Regions from separate parts of the Zea mays genome. Here region 1 is linked to region 2. The links are chromatin contacts, called in public Hi-C maps. All regions are on one chromosome and are shown on one strand. Each heading gives the region's core, a stretch centred on a gene start, on an enhancer-like site or on the middle of the called end of the contact. The rest is flanking DNA. Distances are from core to core; before and after follow the strand shown.

Evidence for each region. Hi-C and Micro-C count contacts between places; a contact is called where the count stands out from the background.
Region 1: a contact with region 2 is called in a Hi-C map of leaf, with 10 times the contacts expected there. The contact joins the enhancer-like site here to the promoter of LOC100502424 in region 2. A contact is called at or near these places in 4 of 25 Hi-C or Micro-C datasets (ear, endosperm and leaf) and 1 of 3 datasets of contacts at active chromatin or transcription factors (leaf).

What each region holds. Positions count from the first base shown.
Region 1 is chr3:173,833,609-173,837,938 of Zm-B73-REFERENCE-NAM-5.0, reverse strand. No RefSeq gene overlaps it. Among protein-coding and RNA genes, the nearest start is that of LOC732739, 7.2 kb to the left of the region's middle. Within about 2 kb of position 1,653, at least 11 of the 20 cell types and tissues checked have an H3K27ac peak or open chromatin away from gene starts, as enhancers often do. A contact at or near this core is called in ear and leaf, where this site is marked.
Region 2 is chr3:173,730,448-173,734,589 of Zm-B73-REFERENCE-NAM-5.0, reverse strand. It overlaps LOC100502424 (TPR repeat-containing protein ZIP4), which reads left to right and starts at 2,293. Exons shown (of 5, transcript NM_001196902.1): 1 at 2,293-3,671; 2 at 3,764-3,953; 3 at 4,036-4,068. The coding sequence starts at 2,350.

The DNA.
Region 1 (4,330 bases), core at 404-2,903, 100 kb before region 2:
TCTGGTTTTGCTTCTTGGCTGATACTGCAATAAACATTTGCCAAATCCATTCTCCTTATATAATGCGTAAGAGAAACCAGCACAGCGATATTTTCGACAGTGCTTGTGTATTAAATAGTACTCCTCCTAGAGATGCTACTAATAATAAGTTGAAGTGGCGTGATGAGAGAGAGGCAGGCGGGAGATGGTCAGATGGAGACGTACGCTGGCATGTTTTTTTTCTCTCGCACGGACAGAGACAAGCACACACGGGAATGATGCAGAGCCCGAGGGGCACAGGGAAGCGCACTGTTGGCTAGCTAGGGGCTGGGGCCGTGGCTGTACAAGTACTCCTCCTCCCTCTCCGCTTCCTACTCGCATTCATTCAGTTGAATTCAATTGGGATGGATCGACGCGCGCGGGCGCGGGCAGAGAGACGGAATGGACGGAACAGCAGGCAGATTGTTGTTGTTGCTGCGAGAAGCACCAGCACCAGGGAGGGTGAGGGGGACGCGCCGAGACGGGCGCAATGATGGCTCGCGATCGGCCGGCCGGCCGGCGGCAATGATGACGATCGATCGACGGTGGCAGCGACCAGCGCGCAGCACAGTGCGGGCGTACGTACGTATACAAGCAGCTGCAGGGTCAGGGTCAGGGTCAGGGTGCAGGCACAGCGACAGAGGAGGGGAGAAGGTACCGAGCATCGGCGGGCGGTCGACGACGGCCCTGTGCCCGGTGGTGGTCGCGCGTTAAATGCGAATGCTTTGGCCGGCCTGCCTGCCTCTGCTCCTGCCGCGCGCGGCGTCGCCCACGAGGCCTGGTCTGGCCACGCGCCTGTGCCTGTGCCTGTGCCTGCGCGCGGCCGCCCTCACACGTCTCGCTCGCTCGCTCGCGCAGCCGGCCGCCGGGCCCCGGCTGGGCTGCTCCATCCATCAGCTTTCTGCTAGCTGCTGCCTGCTGAGCAGAGCAGAGCTGACCCACGGCCACGCACGCACCCACCGCGCGGCGCCAACATCCCTTTTGCCGCCCCTCGTGCCGTGCCGTCGTCCAAACTCCAACCCACCGGAGTTTCACTCGCTTCGTGCCACTGTTGCCACGCACGCTCGCCCGTCGCTTCACCCGTTGTCTTTGCGGTCGTCGGCTGGCGACCGACCACTGTACACACACCTCGGTGACGGATCATCCATTGTCTCTCCATGGACCATGGATGGGATCGGCTAATGCCTGCGGCGCTCCGTCCAAGGGACACTACCGGGCTACGGCTACCAATGCCTACGCAAAAGGGTGTACCCCATACCCACCGTCGACGCGTCTCGTCAGGCACTCACAAACGTGCGGCCGGCTGCGGATCGGTCAGGGGATCACCCACGACTCTCTCTCTCTCTCCGTTCCAAAACAAAGATCAATGCTAGTGTCAGCGAGGATGGACTGCACACACCTGCCACCCTGCTGGCGCTGTGAGCAGTACTTACCCTGTGGCGTGGAGCGGTGATAGAAGAAAGAAAGAAAGAAATAGGAAGTACCCAACGCTTTCGAGCGGTGAAGTGAAAACCTGGGGGGGTTAAAAACATCAGATAGGAGCGTGATGAGTACCGCTACTGGGTACGGGTACCTGCAAAGAGACAACTCCGGTGTCCCGCGGGGCCGGTCGGTCGCCGTCGCCGTCGTGGTCGTGGAGAGGCTGCCGCTGGGTGCGCCATCGCTCGCGCTAATCATGGTACTGTTGTTATCATCAGCAGCAGTAGTAAGGAAACAAATCTCGTACACACACAGCCAGGTTGCTATCCACATCAACCCGGCCGTTTGCTAATCTTGGAGCTGAATGGGAGGGAGATGATGGGAGCGCGTGTGTCCGGGGCAGGACATGTACTAGTCTACTGTACCATGCTTCCTGTCCACTGTCCTGTCGTTGGATCATTGCGTGTTTCCTCGTCCTGGCATTTTTTTAACCTGCCTAGTTCCACATCAACCGTCAGCAGTCGTGCTGATCGATCGTCACTCCTCGGGAGTAGTATCGGTTGCCATGGGACGGCAGGACCGGACGAAGACAATCGTGATGCAGGGAGGGGACGGTACTGTAAGTTTGGGTCGTGCCGTAGGGGCCAAGCTGAGCACGGTCCGAAACAAAAAAGCACGAGAGCGTTTGGCAGGCTAGGTCGTTCTCCAACTTTTGGCCCATCATGCCACATGGCCTGGCACGCCGGCCGTGTCTCTTGGCCAGCCCTACACAATAAGTGGCACGTTAGGGTAAAAACCATTCGGCGATCGTGTGTGTACTCGTAAAGTACGACTCTTATTTTCCGGATCCTTTGGTCTACCGGATTCCTCTCATTTCCCCTCGGTGACTCCGCCCTCCATCTTTCTTGTTGGGTTTGGCGACCACCGTCCCACTCGGTCACGACCGTCCATGGCCGGATGTGTAGGCCACACACACTGCAGCGTGCCTCGTCGCCCCTATTGGGGTCCTCTTTGGCCAAAGTCATTAAAACACTAACTTACCGGTTATTCCTAAGTCTGTTTCAGGTATAATAAGGTAATTACCTAAGAACACCTTCGTTTCGAAATGGTGTGTAGCCTTCACAATTGTAAAGACGAAGCTATAAACTTAGTTTCATTGGAGTTGATGCATGACGACGAAGTTAGCAAGAGCAAGGGGAAATCCTCATGACTTGGTCAACAAGACTACGAAAGGAAAAGACAACAGTGTCCTTAGTAGATTTAATAGTTCATATGAATAGCTCTCAGGGCATATAAATAGGTGCAAAAGGTAAAGATGTTTGCATAAGCTCAAATCCTCCATTTCAAAAGCTAATTTCCAAAAACCAATTTTTGGAGTAAGTCGTGCGCCGTTCAACCTCACCTAGGTTCTTAGTTATAATTTCCTCTCTAGCGCAGGGAGGTTCAACCAGCTTTTACCAGAGGGGGTCTCTGGTTCTGAGCGGTTGAACTTTCAGTTCAACCGAGAACCTCTCCGGTAGAAACTGGCTGAACCGGCCCCAACGGCGGTTCAACCGGGGTCTAGTCAGACGACCATTCTGCAGCACCTGCTATGCAGGTGGTTCAACTAGTGTCAGGCGGTTGAGGTGGACAGTTGAACTCGCCAACTGAACCTGGTTCTTCTCTGGTTGAAATCGGTCCAACGGCCTTTTGTGCGGTTCAACCGCACTTTGCGCAAAAAAGTCGAAACAGTCAGAAACTTTTGGGAGCTACCTATATATTCCCCTTGAGCTCTCTCCTCATTAACCCTAGTCACTTCATGCCATTATTGCTGACAAAAACTTCAAACAAGTGCACTTACTCCTCCTCTTACGCCCTAACTCCCCACCCCCTCTTCAATATATTGAAGGAGCACTTGGTGTGAGGTTGAGTTCGACGATTTCGTGATTTGATTTCACTCTTCCTCCCTACCTCTCTCTTTTTTATCTTGAGTTTTTTTGCAAACATCAACTTGTGCGGATTTGTTTCTCTAGGATCATTGTGTTCCTTGTTGGTTCGAGGTTGCTTGAGAGTCTCCAAATTTGTGGACGACTCTAAGAAGTCTGTATTATCCGGTTGTTGAACAAAGTTGAGAAAAGGATCGCCTTGACCTTTGTGGTCGGCTAAGGGAGGATTAGGGTTGGAAAAGACCCGGGCCTTTGTGGTCTCCTCAACGGGGAGTAGGGCACCTTGGTGGTGTGACCGAATCTCTGGATAAATCGAGTGTTCTTGTGTTCTTGCTTAGTTTGTGCTCATAGTTTATCTCATTGAAAGTAAGTGAAAGGGAAATAGGCTTACACCTTTTCCTAAATTGATTTTGGTGGTTGAATTGCCCAACACAAATAATTGGACTAACTAGTTTGTTCTAGATTATGAGTTCTATAGGTGCCAAAGGTTCACAACAAACCAATAAAAAGACCGAGAAAGGATTCAAAAGTAGAGAGCAAACTGTCAGCCGAAGTGTGTCCTGGTCTGGCGCACTGGACTGTCCGGTGCACCACCGGACAGTGTCCGGTGCACCACCGGACAGTGTCCGGTGCACCAGGGACTCCAACTCCGAACTGCTCACCTTAAGGAATTCTGAAGGCCGCTCCGCTATAATTCACCGGACTGTCCGGTGTAGCACCGGACAGTGTCCGGTGGCGCACCGGACTGTCCGGTGTGCCAGCGGAGCAACGACTACTTCGCGCCAACGGTCGTCTGCAGAAGGCATTAAATGCGCTACAGTGCGCGCCAGATTTAGAGCAGAGCCAGATGGCGCACCGGACACTGAACAGTGCATGTCCGGTGCACCACTGGACTGTCCGGTGGCCCAGAAAACAGAAGCTCCAACGATCAGAATCCAACGGCCAGGTGACGTGGCAGGCGTACCGGA
Region 2 (4,142 bases), core at 1,044-3,543:
TTACCCTACTCCTAGCTAGCTGCCTCAGGCTATGAAGGAACAAGACCGGTGTCCCATCTAAGGTCACTCCGGCAATAGGTAATGATGGTTCCCCGCGTGCGCCCATGACGTCGGTTGCTCCCAAACCCCCTACGGAAGCAAGCAAACGTCAGCAGGATCCATGCCGCACCGCCAGCTATGCTTCTACAGGGCTCAAGGCACTTCTTCGACGGCCACGTTAGCTCATGTACAGGGCTCAAGGCGCTCCTCCGCCAGCCACGTTAGCACATAGCTACACCCCATTGTACAGCTGGGCATCTCCTTGTATCTATAAAAGGGGATGTCCAGGGCCTTCCTAAGACGGGCAGGTTGACACACTGAGGTTGACGCGCAGGTTGACACACGGAGGTTGACGCGCACGTCGACACACAAAGGTGGAGATTCACGTTGGCACACAAACACGCTCACGTGGACACACGTTGACCACGGGGCCTCTCTCTCTCGCTCTCGCTCTCTCGCGACGCTTGTAACCCCTACTACGAGCACCCCGGTGCAGGATAACATATGCCCCATTTCCCTCTTGTGTTCCATCTTGCATCAACTCATCTGGGCAGGGGCACGCAGCAACAAATTCACTGGTCGGTTGACGGACCTCGCGGGTCCGAAACGCCGACAGTTGTACTAATAATTCTTGAGAAATTTTGTAAAGCTTATTTATATCTTCTCTAGGCATTGAACCGATCCTTTCATATCGAGAGCAACGTGACAAGACTCAACATTACAAAAATCACTCTTCGCTATGGCATCCAAACTCTTAGATACAATGTGGTATTGATATCAAAGGGTTACAATTTTCAAAATGTTGAGTATTGTCTCGCTACTGCCGCTGGCACGACGAAACAATACCGCCACACCAATAATAATGGTGTGACATTTTTTTACATGAAGAACACCTTTCTATGTGGCTATTTTGCTACCCTAATGCATGAAATGCCACTATGATTTTTTCGCACTTGTCGAACTGGTGCGACCAAAAAACTAGGTCCATAAAAACTCTAGAGCAGATATTAATAATATATTAAAAAAGATTAGATTTTTTTAAAAAAAAATCATGAAAACAACATGCACGCAAGGTGCATGAACTAAAGCCTAAATCTGAAGCTATGTTACAATTGTAGTGTGCGACTCTGCGAGCATGTGACCTATGTACGAACCAACGTAAACCACAATTGTCAAATTGAGAATGTTATGGCACCACAAATTGTATCAAGTCAGGTACAAAATGTCGTTCTGCCCACTTATAACCAATTAACAACACAAAAAATGGGTACAAGCTTCACAATTACACAAGTAATTCACCATGGCCTCAATAGCAGGAAGAGCTCCAAAGACCACTATTGGTCCTCTTCCATGTCATCCCAATCAATCCCTATTAGAAGTCTACAAAACTGTTTATCTAGGAAATTAAATTCTTCTGACCTTTTGAGTTTCACAAATGCCATTGTTCTGCATTGCTCTTAATTCATTGATTTTGATGGTGTAGGAGATGATGGAGCCTTCATGCCAGGGCACTGCATAATAAACTGAAGGCTTGTAACAACTTCTACAGTTGTACACTATTTTTTGTGGTCACTAGTCAGTTTCCATCATAAAGAGTGAAGAAATTAAGGATATAAATTAGTATAGATATTTAAAGGCAGTCTGTCATGTCTCTACCTTATGTGAGCAAATAGCATTTGTATTGGAATTCCTTGTCTTTGCTTGTTAGTAATTTTTGTGGACCTGAGTCCAGCCATTTATGTGCCTTCAAAGTGCCATTATCTAACTTTCTGGTAAACATAAATTTGAGCTTCAATGATTTGCTCAAAATATGCCTTGTGTTGTATTGAGTTACACATGTAGATAGTCAATAATTTGAGGTATTGACTCTTGAGTTAGGCACATGAATTTAGTTGTGAAGTTGTGATAGCTTGGGCTAGGGCTACAAATTCGTCCTAATTAAGGTCATAATTAAACAAGTTCTTAATGTCATTCTGAACCTAGATTTTAAATGTCTGATATAGCAAGCCCCAACACGAAATTACTAAAAAAACATATCGATCCCAAAATTTATGACTCAAAACACGATAGGCATGTGTCACAAAATTTATGACTCAACACGATAGGCCTGTGTCACTGTGTGCCAGCCCGGCCCGGCCCCGCTTTCATTGGCCATTTCGTTAACCATTTCAAAATTCGAATTCTCCCCTCATTTACTGTGCTGAAATTGCTTCTCCGGTCTGCCGCCTGCCCGCCACTCTCACACATAGCTTCCCTTCTCGCTCGAAATCACCACTCAATTCGATCGCAAGCTGCCGAATCCTGAACCCTATGAAGATCTCCGAGCTCTCTCCCGAGTACCGGCAGCCGCCGCCGCCGCCGCAATCCGCCCTCCTTACCGACCTCAACAGGGTCGTCGCCGACGTCGAGGCGCTCGACGCCTCCGATTCCTCTTCCCCGGAGAAGCTCGCAGCCGATCTCCGCTGCCTCCTCACCAACCTCGCATCCGCTGCTTCCTCCTCCTCCTCGGGTCTCAATGGGGCGTTCAGGCTCAAGGTATGGAACCTCGCCTTCCGCCTCTGGAACGCGTGCGTCGACCGCGCCAACCACTTCGCTGCGAGGGGTGCCGAGGCCGCGGTCGCGGAGACGGAGATCCGACAGGCGGCGCCGGAGCTCCTCCTCGTAGCTGGCCTCCCGGAAGGCGTCCCCAACGCCGCTGCGAAGGCGGCGTCCCTTTTCCACCGCACCGGCCTGTTCTGGCTTGACCTCGGCCGCGCCGACCTCGCTTCCGCCTGCTTCGAGAAGGCCACGCCGCTGGTCTGCGCCGCTGACACGGAGGAGGATCGGGACATCCTGTTGGACCTCAACCTCGCGCGTGCCCGCGCGGCGTCGAGCGAGGGGAAACAAGCCCTCGCCGTCGCGTTGCTAAGCCGGTCCAAGCCCCTCGCCGCGGCGTCTTCCGTGGGGGTGAAAGCCCTCGCCGAGGGGTACCTTCTCCTCGGCAAGGCTGCTCTCGCCACTAAATCCCCGGATCCCGCCATCGACGCGTCGAGCCTCCTAACCGAAGCGCTTGATCTCTGTGAGAGGGCCGCGGCCTCCCCCTGCTGCACCACTCCGACGAGCCCGAGATCCAGTCCTGCAACCCCAAATCTCCAAGTGATCAAGGATCAATGCCTCCGCTGCCTCGCCGCAGAGCGTCTCCAAGCCAACGACTATGAGGGCACCCTGCGCTGTATCATGGTCTCGAGAGCCTCACCAGGGCTGGGGAAGGAGCACTCTAGCATTGCGTTCATGGCGCTCCGTGCGTGTCTCAGCAGTGGGAAATTGTTGGAAGCCGAGAGGGAGCTCGATAGGCTCATGGCCAACGCTGAAGCGCCGGAGTTTGTGTGTGTGTCGGCAGCCGAGCTGTACGTAGCCAGTGTGGGGCTGGACGCTGCCCTTAAGGTGCTTGTTGCACTTGCTGCACGGTGTCGCGCCAGTGCTTCAGCTGTTGCAGTGAGGGTGTTGAAAACGGTGGTTCAGGGTGCAGGCGGCGAGGCTGGGCATGCAAGAGCGATCGCTGAACTCGTGTCAGATGAGAGGGTGGTTGCACTTTTCAATGGCCCTGCTAACGCCCATGAGCGTGGCACGATGCATGCACTGCTATGGACATGGTTTGTATTCTCTTGCACTACTGAACTTATGTACGGTACTTTGTAAGAAAATGTGTGCACCTACTGAAACTGGCATTTGGAATTTTGGGCAGTGGCACTGTGCATTTCCATGCAAAGAATTACGAGATTAGTGCGGATTTGATTGAGAGGTCGATGCTTTATGTTTCCCGTGACGAGGAAAGCAGATCCCGCCGTGCAAACTGCTTCCGAGTACTTTGCCTTTGCCATATGGCACTTCGTCATCTCGATCGAGCCCAAGAGTTCATAATTGAGGCTGAAAAGGTATTGATCTTTCTCCCTGTTGCGTTGTTAGATGATATTGTGTGATGCTTTCTTATGTGCTTGGCTTAATGCATACCTGTAGGTTGAACCCAGTATCCACTGTGCCTTTCTGAAGGTAATGGTCTGCACATGCTGTCAGTTTTACAGGGCCCCATTTTAGTTTTAGCACTTCTTACTAATACATATGCA